2 separate regions of the Mus musculus genome follow, and region 2 is linked to region 1. A link is a contact called in public HiChIP or PLAC-seq data. All regions are on one chromosome and are shown on one strand. Each heading gives the region's core, a stretch centred on a gene start, on an enhancer-like site or on the middle of the called end of the contact. The rest is flanking DNA. Distances are from core to core; before and after follow the strand shown.

The links. HiChIP or PLAC-seq counts read pairs in DNA pulled down with a chosen protein or histone mark.
Region 2: a contact with region 1 is called in an H3K27ac HiChIP or PLAC-seq map of SST interneurons, with 6 times the contacts expected there. The contact joins two enhancer-like sites. A contact is called at or near these places in 2 of 484 Hi-C or Micro-C datasets (3T3-L1-derived adipocytes and bone marrow-derived macrophages) and 1 of 115 datasets of contacts at active chromatin or transcription factors (SST interneurons).

What each region holds. Positions count from the first base shown.
Region 1 is chr17:44,665,720-44,671,670 of GRCm38.p6, reverse strand. The region is part of intron 3 of Runx2 (runt related transcription factor 2); the gene reads left to right. Among named protein-coding and RNA genes, the nearest start is that of Runx2, 68 kb to the left of the region's middle. Within about 2 kb of position 4,125, at least 12 of the 459 cell types and tissues checked have an H3K27ac peak or open chromatin away from gene starts, as enhancers often do. A contact at or near this core is called in SST interneurons, where this site is marked.
Region 2 is chr17:45,392,195-45,398,376 of GRCm38.p6, reverse strand. Cdc5l (cell division cycle 5-like (S. pombe)) reads left to right here. Exons shown (of 16, transcript NM_152810.2): 15 at 5,172-5,384; 16 at 6,073-6,182. The coding sequence ends at 6,177. Among named protein-coding and RNA genes, the nearest start is that of Cdc5l, 38 kb to the left of the region's middle. Within about 2 kb of position 3,671, at least 15 of the 459 cell types and tissues checked have an H3K27ac peak or open chromatin away from gene starts, as enhancers often do. A contact at or near this core is called in SST interneurons, where this site is marked.

The DNA.
Region 1 (5,951 bases), core at 2,876-5,375:
GAAAGAGTCAGACCACGACCAATTCTTTAGTTGGTTCAGCCCACTTTTGCTTTCCCAGTGAGCATGTATCATTTTTGAAATCAACAAAAGGCACCGAACCGGGCTGAAGGCTGGGAACTTTATATATAGAGAAAGGTACGTCCAGGAAGCAGAGGTTTCTTGACGTGTGTTTATGAAGCACATTACTGTAAAGCAAGCTGAGCCTTGAGACAATGGTATCTATTTGCAGTGGTCTGATAGCTACAACTATCTAGAACTTGGCTAGTAGCATTTCTGTCCCCTTAACTGGACCTTCCTGCTCTTTCCATGCATATACATGTATGGGTGTGGTAGAGGAGTAATATCAATTTTTACTCATACATGACTATGTCTGGAAAACGCATATATTCTATGTTTCCTATGGACAAACTGTCAAAAATGATGATTCAATATGAAACCCACAGACAGAAGTCTACAAAATTAACTTGCCTTTGAAATAAAGAAGTTTTAGTTTTAATTGCTGGTAGTTTTTAACAGACATTAACAGATCACAACTCACTTTGGCTTTAGCTTGCAAACAATGGACTTTTCTGATATCCTGTCTTGAAAGGGAGGCAAAGCTCGCTGCCTTCTAACACCCTTGAAGACTACGTTAAAGTTCATTTTATAAAACCCTGACTTGATCCTACTCAAATACCTGGCACCTTTCATGACAGAGTGGAATGTAAGAATACTTTAGCAGATCTGAGTAGGAGCGTCAAACTCCGGTAGTGTGGGGATGAAGGTTCAGACTTCTGAGTTCCTTAGTCGGAGTTCACAGAAGATGAGAATGTTGGGATTAACACCGCAGACTCCCTTCATTACACACGGCTGAGTAGAGCAATTATCTGTCTATCAAGGGTAGGAAGGTGTGTAGTGCCGTTAAGGCAGAGTGGATGGATGGATGGATAAATGCTATTCTGTTGTAAGAAGGTGCTGATATATGCAGTAATCCTTGGAGTTTCGCTTATTAAAAAAAATCCCTTTTATTTGAGAGTTTATCTTGTCATACCCTTGCAGTTTAGAAGAAGTGATGTTTTATGTTATATTCTTGACTGTTTTTTCAGCTCCGTACCCATCTGAGTTTTCTTAGAGGATTTCTTAAAGGCATCTCTTGTTTAAATCATGTTTAAACAGTCTGTTTAAGACCTGTTGCATAGATATATAAACACCATGGTCCCTTAACGTAGTAAAAACAGACTCTGTCAGACGCCACGCATACTTTTCACAGAGATGCATCTATTGTTGTCTGAGCTACCCCTTTTGTCCACATCTGACCTGAGAGGGTAACAGCATAGCTCAGTCAACCTAATCTGCCAGTCAGAGGGCACAGACATCCACCTCCGCTGTCATCGAGATGTCTCACATGCGGAGAAGCGCAGAACTGTGTACAACTGGGGGAAGCCTTAGACTAGATTAAAGCTAAGTACGGCAAATCTGCCTTAATGGCTGTGTTTACATCTCCCCATTCTTTGTTCCTTTCGAAAAGTAATCAGGTTTTGCAAGCGTTAAGAAAATCACCTCATCTTGCCAGCTGGAACGGGTCCAGCTTAAGTCAGAAATCCGCTCCCCCTGCCCGGCCCCCCATTCTTCCCCTTTTCATCTGTGATCTTTACTGCCATTCAGGCGACAGGAGCTGGCTTGATTTTTTTCCCCCTTGGTTGTTGCTTTTTTAACATTCTCTTCTCCTCAAGAAAATGGGAAAATTGAGAATGCTGTGCCATGGCCGCGGGGTGGGTAGCAGTCCAGGAGATGAGTGCTTCACACTTCCCAATCCTTCCTCCTCTCTCCCCATCCCCGTCCCGAAACACCCGTCCCAGGCCATTATCATGAGTGTGAAACCCAGTGAGCATCTGAGGGAAACTGAGCCCAGGATCCAGGGATTGTGTGACTGTTTGTCACTAAACACTTTGAAGAATAATGCCATCCATGTTCAGCTAGGTCCCTGTCAAACAAACAGCAATGCTTTGGGTTCAACCATGGGAGTTCCCTTAACATGAAAAGCAACCTCATATTTCTCACAGGGTTTTGTAACTGTCGTAGCACACAGAACTATGGTATATGTGAATATACAAGACTGAAAGAACCCAATGGACCTGTTTCCTGTGTCACATTAAGTGTTGGAGTTAAGTGTAGACAGGGAGAAGAAGGGGGCCTTCTGTGTATTTCCCATATGGCCAGGCATGTTGCTGGATGTTGAGGTGTTCCTAGTGGGATGGGATGTATCATGGTCAAGAGAGTCAGAAGGACTGAGGATAAGAGCAGCAAATTCTCGCTCTTTCATCCTTCACTTCTTCTCTCTTTTGGTTGTTCCTCTTGTGACATTTGAGTCAGGACAGGGGACTGATAAATAAGTCAACAATATTTTTTTTCTGGAAATTAATTAATCATGGAATGGAAGGGAAAGGAAAGAATTTGCTATTGGACCCATGAGTTGGCTCACAAGGTGCTTGCTGCCAAGCCTGTAGCTCTGAGTTTAATCCCCAGGACCCACAGGATAGAATGAGAAAATGGACTTCTGCCAGTTGTCCTCTGACCCCCTACATGTGCACTGTGGGTGTGGTCATGTCTGCATGCACATGCATGCTCTGTAGCTCTCTCCTCTGTCCCTCCCACCCCCTCATATGCAGTCCCATTATATTTTCAGATGGTTTTCTCTGTACATTCTTAAAAATCCTTCTTCTCAGGTCTAGAGATATGTATGGCTCAGTGGTCCAGTCCTTGCTTAGCATGAGCAAGGCCCTGTGTTTGATCTCCCAGCATGGAGGTGGCAGGGGGCAGAGTAGGAAGGAGGCAGGAGGAGGAAAATGGAGAGAAGGAAGGAAGGAAGGGAGGGAGGGAGGGAGGGAGGGAGGGAGGGAGGGAGGGAGGGAGGGAGGGAGAGAGAATGGGAGAATGGGAGAATGGGAGAATGGGAGGGAGGATAGGAGGGAGGGAAGATCGGAGGGAGGGAGGGAGGATGGGAGAATGGGAGGGAGGGTGGGAGGGAGGGAAGGTTAGAGGGAGGGAGGATGGGAGGGAGGGGAGAGAGAGAGGACAGAAGTTAACTAAAACCCTATTTCTCTGTTCAAGCTCTCAGGAGTTTTCTTCAGCTTAAATATCTGAAATTCCCTAAGTCCACTATTCCAAGACAGGAGAAGCTGTTTTAAACTCCTTCATGAGGCTTTATTCCTGAGCTGTGACTGGTCTCCCCCACCCCACCCCGATAGTTATGCTTTGATTGCTGTGTTTGCCACATCCCCAGAAGGTAAAAGTTATAAAAGAACTTGAATTTCTGTTCATGCAAATTAGCATGGCACCAGCTCTTTCGTTTGCATATTTCTTGAAAGATCTTGAACTTGTCAACTTTCAGAAGTGTAGGTTTGGAAACGGACAGCTTACCTGGCAGGCCCTCACTTCTCTCTCACATTAGATAATTGTACCTTAAAAACAATGCTCGCATATGCAATTAAGAGACAGGACTTTATGCTGTTAATCTAGACTTCGGCCTCTTATTAAAAGAAAGCAAACTCAACTTTTAACATTAAAAAAAAAAAAAAGAACTAAAGTTCCTAGAATATTTCTATGGAGTCTATGGGCTAACTCTATAATTATGTCTCTAGAGTAGATTATATTTTTCTTCTCCATAATTACATTTTACCCAAGAGCCTGGAAGAGCTTCAGTCCTTTCTCGGGTGGAACGATTATTCCTGTCTTCTCTCTGGATAAACTCTGGATAAACTCCTGTGCACCTGATTCTGTTTGGGGGCAAGGGAACTCTCAGAGATTCCTGGTAGAGATTTTGCTTGTTTTCCTCAAGAAATTGGTTAATATGCTAAGAGAAGCTCATTTTTGAAATGCCATCAGAGAAGAATCTTCTGGAATGAGATTTGCTTGTTACATATGGTCCTCTGTTTCCAGCCACATGCTAAAATTTCCTAGGGCTGTGCCCGCCCTTGAGCTGTCCCACAACATACTGCATGGCCGTTCTTATCAGTGAGAGTGGCTAGAGGCCTTAGCTATGAAGATGGTTTCTAAGTGCTTTGATCATTCTAATCTAGAAATAGTTTTGGCCTAAACCAGATGTATATGGTTAGGAAAAAGATGATTCAGCAGCCTTTCCCAGCAGAGATGAGCGACTCATCAATTTTACCGTGGGAAATGCCTTCCAGCTTTTCTCCCCCCTCCTTTCTGCCTTCCACTGGACAAAAGGGAAGATAATTTCAAGTTTATCTCCTTTCTTTGTTAGTTCAATAGGTGCTTGTATGCGCCTCCATTAAGATTGTGGTAGATATAACACATGACAAACATCCACAAGGGATGGCTAGGCAAGGTGAGGGATATCTATAGAATTATAGGCTTTGAAATTCTATATAAATATCCAATGTCAACTTGCAACAGGCTGATGCTTACTGGATGCCTGCCTCTTGCACCTAAGTGTAACCATGGGCTGTGGACATAGCACGTAGGTGGGCTGTGCTCAGCTACCGAGATAGAAACCAGGGGGAGTCACACAGACCGAAAACACCAGTATGATAACCCAGTCCAGCCTTGGGAGGAGATTTTACCAAGTGCAATTGATGAGCAAATGTGTGTTAAGTTGAGGGGACAGTGTGGACAAAGACATCAGATTTCTTTGAAGAGCAATGGATGGACCAGTGTGAAACATGGCAAACAAGAGTGAAACACACACACTAGGGCCATATTTTCAGGTTTTTCTTTGCTGGGTCTGAGGGGGGTAAGGTGGGGCTGTACCTGGAGAGATCCGATGAATCTGAGCAGGTGAGTAACATGAGTTTGGAAGTTTGTGGGTGCGGGGCAGAAATTGTGTTAGGGGTCATGGAAGCTCACACTTTCCTTTATAGTTGGTAAAGAAACTAAGTCCTAGAATCCCTCCCTGGGGTCATATGACAGATAGTGTGCTCTTGAATGTGCTAGACTGCTGCTGCTCTGAGATATGAGCCTAAGGCCAAGACTTTTAGGGAGTCGCTCCAGTGGGGATGAGAAACAAAGATCCCATTCCTTTGGACCATGTAGGAATGGCCCTGACTAGGTCACATGGGCTCTAGGAGAGGAGGTGATGTACACTGGATTTGGGGACCTGGAAGACTAAAAGGTGGTGATGTTACAGACATAAGGGAAGCAGGGATGAAGCTGCCTTGGGGGGTTTGAGATGGGAGAGAGCAAAGGAGGCTAACTATGGAGTGGGGGAGCATGGGCCTTTGATTCCTACCCTTAGCACGTGGTGACATGAGGACATCTGAACAAAGACGGGGCACAGCTTCGCTCTTCTCAAGGGCATTTTCATTTTTACACCCGTGTAGGAGTGGAGAGGCTCAGAGCCTTTAACCCAGAGCCTCAGGGATCATAAATGATTTGGGTCAGCCCTTGTCATAGCTTTCACAAGAGTCTGCGCAACCCTCCCTGTATTTGCTAGAAACCATCAACCGAAATGCCAAGCGATTCAGAGCCGAGGGAGCTCTTGTCTCAGTAGCAGATTTCCACAGAAGTCATTTGGAATCGAAGCTCTTTGTAGGGGGAGTGGCCAAAAGGTAATAATCAATATTCCAAGGGACAATATGGCGCTGAATGCATGCCAGTTTTACAATACACCCTGCTCCCTGAAAACTCATACCTTGTTAGAATGCTTGGGCCGCTGTTGGGATAAAGGGGTTTGAACTAAGGGGCCTTGTTGCTTTGTCCCAGAGCAGCTTCAGAATAATAGCTCTGCTGACCCATAGCAGTTGCCCTGGAAAAGAGGTGCAATCTTCTCTTTTCACTGTCAATCACAATATTCTGGAGCTGTTACATCCTGTGGCTTCAGACCTCTTGAGCTGTCCCATACTCAGTGACAATGTCATTAGCTAGCATCTTCCCAGTCACGTACATCTCTGCTCTGGGGAAGCCCACATGCATGGCAGAGGTTAGAGGGCTGCCAAATATCATTTTGTAGG
Region 2 (6,182 bases), core at 2,422-4,921, 730 kb before region 1:
GTTTTTTAAGGGAGTTGTCTGGTGGCATCAAGCCACTCACTTCCCCTGTTCCTTTCCTTTCAGCCCAGGGAGGACATTGCTTATTCTCATTGTGCTCCAGTCCAGGCTGCTTCCATGGGTGAGGATGCCAAGGAAGCAGGCTGACTGAAGGCTAGCCTGTTGTTCAGAGTTCACCTTGTCTTGGTGGCGTGGTTCTGGGAATTGAGTAAACCTAGAGCCCTATGCATGCTAGGCAGGCGCTCTGCCTCATAAATACATCTGCAACTTGCTTTTTATTTTTTGAGACATGGTCTCACTGGGTTACCCAGGCTGACTTTAGACTCAAACCCCCTTCCTGAACAGAGACAGGCCTGCACTTGGAAACCCTGATGGATGTTTATCTTGCTAGGGAGCCTGAGTGGTGGTTTGTGTAGAGGTTGATGCTCCTGTTGGTGGGTACATTCTCACAGGTAGAAGCCTCAACTGCCTACACATGTCATCCTAATTGACTATACAAGATCCTTTTAGTTCTGCACATCTCAAGGACAAAGATCATTACTTCCTTGGGGTTTTCTTTCCTTGTCTTTTTTTTTTTAAGATTTATTTATTATTATTAATAAGTATACTGTAGCTGTTTTCAGATGCACCAGAAGAGGGCGCCAAATCTCATTATGGGTGGTAGTGAACCACCATGTGGTTGCTGGGATTTGAACTCAGGTCCTTTGGAAGAGCAGTCAGTGCTCTTACCCATTGAGCCATCTCACCAGCCCCCTTTCTTGTCTTAAGTAGTTTGTACACATGCAGTTTCTGACATATACAACAGACAGACTGGATAGCCGCCGAAAAGCTTTCCACCAAATTCAGTGTACCAAAGTTCACCTGACTGTGGTGGAGGTGGGCATGAGGTTAAAAAGGGAGGAAAAGGAGGGTGCTTCTCTGTTCAGCCTGCTGCTCGGCTGAGCTCCCCTTGCCCACATGTTTGGAACTCAGTGTTTTGTGTTGCAGAGTGTGGAGTCTTCACATACGCATAGTGAGAAGCCTTGGGATGGAAATTCTTTGTTTCTTATGCAAATAGCCTGAAAAATTAAATAATTTTACTTTTTAAACTTTTACAGTACGACATTTTAAATAATTTTGAGGCCTGGTAAATGAGGGTAAATATAAAGTTTCCCCTTGGGGTACATGCCAGTGCTCACAACATGTTAGACTTTAGAACATTTTATATTTCATATTTTCAGATAGATGTTCATCCTTTAAAAATAACTGAATAGCATTAAAAATAATTTTGTTTTTTTTAATGAGTGTGTCAGTTTGTGTGTGCGTGTATGCACAAAGCCAGAAGAGAATCAACAGATAGACATGAGACTCCAAGTGTGTGCTCGGACCCAAGCTCAGGTGATCTGAAACAGCAGCGTGGTCTCTGTAGCTGGTGAGCCATCTCTCTGGCCCCTGGAGTAGTAGTTTTTGAATGTTGTTGATAAGTGTAGATGGTGTAAGTGCTTTTTGTTGTTGTTTGGTTGTTTGTTTGTTTGATTTTTGTAAAGTGTCTTACTTAGTTGTCCTGGCTGGCCTGGAACACTCACTATGGCCTTAAACTCACTAACATTAGTCTGCTTCTCAGTGCCAACACATTTGACTGTGTAAGTGATCTTTAAAATGTGGTGGTTTGAGAGGTGCTGTAGTCCCTCCCCCAGCCCCCTTGTTTTTAGAAGAGCACTTGGAAATCAGATGGAGGAGGCTGTATCATTTCCTTACGTCAGGATTGCACTTTCTGTTGTTGTTTTGTTTTGTTTCTGTTTTTTTTTCTTCAAAATAAGTTTCAATGGGACAGCTGCTGATGCTTAATTTAAAAAAAAAAAATTAAGTTAGCATCCCGAGTAGTGGGCTTCATCCTGACAGCTAGACGCGCGTGTCAGTGCACTCTCCTGCTTCCCTTCTCCCCCCCCCCCCCCCCCCCCCCCGGCTTACTTATTTTCTAGAAGACTAGGATATGAATTTGATAACAGCCTGATTTTTATCAGTTTTAGCTTTTGAACCACCAGCTTTTAGCTCCTGACACCTCAGGTCTTAGAGTTACAGGCTTTGTTTCCCAGTTTGCTCAGCAGTCAGTAGGCTGTGTTTTTAAAACTTACTGATATCCCCCCCCCCCCCATTTTAACAATTAGATAGCAGATGTCAAAAAGCTAAAAATACTAAAAGCTACTTTTTAATTTTTTATGTCTGATGACTGACTATACACACATAGACCCACACAGATAGACATAATATATTTACTTATTGAAATTTTTTTATTGTGTTTCAATTTATTTTATCTAAAGCTGTAGTTGAGCCAGAAGATTTTTATGAAGTTTGAGGTGATTGAAATGTAATTGTTGGCAATAAGTAGAAACTAACAACTTTGAAGTTTTAAAACCTCTGGTGGTTTGGGAATAATAAACAGCTGAACTATATGAGTGAGGTAATTACCAGAGACAGGGGACTCAGTGCTAAATGTACCACGATGACTAATTAAATGGTTTCTGCACATAGGTATTAAGCTGTTAACCAGGCTGGAAATTGAATATCTATGGAGTGTGGTCAATGTAAAGCTAATTGAGATATCTTAACCAATGAAAATGTTAATTTGTATAACTAATTTTTAAGACACACCATATTAACTTGAAATTCTATGCTTTTAAGGGTTTTTGGATGTGTATTGAAACCCACATGTGAGTGAAGTCTAGTACTGGTTGAGTTACACACAGCACAGACCTTGATGTAGCTCTGTGGAATTTGCTACTTGCCTCTGGTGGAGGGAAGACTGATGTAGTGACAATTGATAACCAGGTCTCTGCTGATCCCAAATGGATCCATTCCTCCTCTTGGCTGCTCATTAGAACTTAGTGGGGACTTGGGAGACAGTGTTCTGAAACCATTGAATCAGAAACTGGGGTTGGTCATTTTGAAAAGCTTCACAAATAATTATAAGTTTAGACATGGTCTAAATCACTAGTTAAAAAAGACGTGCTCCAAAAATGTTTGACATGGAAGAGAGTAAATGTAAAATACTGTCTTCACTCCTTGACTGCATTGTGAGACAAAATTAAAATATTTTGCAAAATAAAATAAATATTTTTATTTATTTTTAGTTATGTGTGCATAGTGTGTGGGCATGTGCACTTCAGTCCAGGTGCCCAAAAGGGCCAGAGGCCTTGGGTCCCTGGAGCTGGGACTTAGAGAAGGTTGTGTGCTGCCTGGCTTGGGTGCTGAGTCCTTTGCTGAGCTATTGCTTGAGCCCGATAGGAGAGCCATTTAGTTTTCTCCATACTACCTTTCTAGAACCTAGATCCAGAACACTCTGCTTTTGATCTCAGGGACAAGGAAGAGAGAACTCTTGTCTTATATCCAGAGGAACTGCGGAGTGTTTCTCTCTCAGAAGTGCTCTTTCCTCTGTGCAGACTCTTCTCTGAGATGTAGATCACATAGCTCCGACAGCTGCTTTCAGGGAGAGAGATAGCTGCTTCTCCTGCACTCACAGCGCTGTGCAGATGCTGCTACGCCTTAAGGACATTTTCTTCACCCTGGGAAGAAGCCCTATGCCTGTGGCATTCACTTCCTCTTCTCGACCTGTGTGGCTTTGGCTGCACTAGTCCCGTTCTCAGTGCTTCACAGAAGTTAAGCCATGTCTCGTGTGGCACTTGTGATTGGCAGCTTTAATTAAACATTGTGTTTGCAAAGTTCACAAGTAGCATGTGTTAGTACTTCCCTGCTCTTTATGGCTGTGTGCTGCTCTCGTGTAGGTATCGCTCACTTTGTTTACACACACACACACACACACACATATATATACTGTGGGTGGATGATGGGGTTGTAATAGTGTAGCTGTGAGCAGGGTGTATGTCTCTGCCACTGCTTGTCTTCACTTAGGTAGACGCTGGGAAGAACCGAGTACTCAGGGATCCTTCACCTCATTTGAACTTCATGGTTAAAAAAAAAATCTTCTCATCAAGTCAAAGAGTATTAATATTCTTATGTTCTGATAACGTTGCGTTGTAGAACAGAGGTCCAGTGTATGTCATTTGATATGGTGGTTTACAGAAGGCACACTGCCCATCTAAAAGAAAGCACAGCTGTTCTCTGATCTTTCCCCCAAGAGGTCCTTTGTTGAAGTTGGAATTTAAAGATTTTCAAGTCTCAGTCCTTTACTGAGAGGAGTGAAATGGTTGGCCTCTTCATATCTATAACACAATCATTGTAATCAGCTCATAACTGTTCATTGCTTATTCTATGCCACATTCTGGGTGTTTGGGAGTGTTTGTATACATGATCTCCTTCCAGTTTCATGTTTGACTGTCAGTGATGACCATTTTATTACTGCTGGAGAAATGGAGGCACAGAGTTCGGAGAACAACAGCTCCATCAGAACAGCTGTGTAGTCCCACGGCTCTCACCAACTGTTTGCGCTGCCTGCCTGCCTGCCTGCCTGCCTGCCTGCCTGCCTGCCTGACCAGTAGTTGTTGGTTCTCTTGGCAGCTGTATTATGCTGGGAACTTACTGATTTACTACCCATGAGAGAAAAATAAGGAACAGTAGCATTATACTTGGGTTTAAGTCAATTGCAGAAGCATAAAACCTTAACCTGTATAAATGTTGAAAGAATGATGGGTTTGAAGGAGCTTTATCTAAAGTAACTTTAGCTCCATCCCATATTCCAAGACATGCACATGCAGTATTCTTCCCCACCCCTGGTAGCTTACTTGACTTTGACCTCCAGTAAAGCAAGCTGGCGGTGGTTGGGTACAATACCATTTTTCAAGTGGCCTGCTGTACTTGAGTGGAATATCGTTCGGTATAAGAGGGGGAACACGTGTGTGATACCGAAGTGAATTTTATTACGTAAAAGAAGATGACTAGGTGGCAGTCTAGAATGACCGATGAATGATCACAGAAACCATTTGCACAAGGTAGAGAGCAGTTTTCCCATGCTCTGAAACTCAAGCCTGCTTTGGGATTGAATTTTGGGCGAAGTTATGGAATAGTTGGGTATAAGGTAATTCCATGTTGAGGCCAATTTTGTGTTACATATGGGATCAGTGAAGGTGAGAGGAACCTGGTGTATTTTGCTTTAGGTACTTAGTTTAGCCCTGTTATATAATAATCTGTTTTTCTCATGTATATTCATGTGATTCTCCACTCCTTCCCCAATTCCCCAGATAAACAGGGGTCACATGACAACAGAAGCCAAGAGAGCTGCAAAGATGGAAAAGAAGATGAAGATTTTGCTTGGTGGTTACCAGTCTCGTGCTATGGGGCTCATGAAGCAGTTGAATGACTTATGGGACCAGATTGAGCAGGCTCACTTGGAGCTACGCACTTTTGAAGAACTCAAGAAACATGAAGACTCTGCTATTCCCCGTAGGCTAGAGGTAACAGCATGTGTTGCCTGATGGCTCAGAGGACTGTGAAGAGTCACCCAGTCCTTTCTTTCTCCTCCTCCTGGCAGTTATCTCTGAAGTCAGTATTGAAGTGGGTTTCTGACTTTCTGATCTAGACCTGGCTATGCTTAGATGGCTATCAAGCCAACGATTGCTGCTCTGAAGACTCTTCTCAGTGTCTTTTGTATTAAAGGATGGACTGTGTAAGAGAATATAAGTCAATTTTGTGGCTAGTTTCCTTGAAACTTAGTGGCTTGCCATTTATGTGGCTCTGGGAACCAGCATCTTTTAGTTTTGTGATTGAAGATGCTGCACATCACAGAACACCAGCTCCTTTGCTAAATTGGGTTTAGATTTATCTTCTTAGTGTGCACTCTAGCCCCTGCCCAGCCTCAGGGCAGTCAGGGCTTTTTGCAATGTGTTGTGGGTATTGATAAGATTGCAGAGGTTTGTTTATTGAGAGCAGCAGAGGCTTTACAGGGTGCTGATCACAGGACCAGAGCAAAGAATGGTTGTGGTATTAGTGTTTTAGCAAAGACATTGGTTGGTGGTTTCTCTGTAAAATGTATCGGTGTTCCTGAGAACTGTGAAAGCCTGAGAACTTACACAGCTCTTTGTAAGGTAGGCTGCCGTAAGTGGACTTAAGTTTGAAGTAACTGGAATATTTTTCTCTCTTCAGTGTCTAAAAGAAGATGTGCAGCGGCAACAGGAACGAGAGAAAGAGCTTCAGCAGAGATACGCGGATTTGCTGATGGAGAAAGAGACTTTACAGGCAAAGTTCTGAAGCAC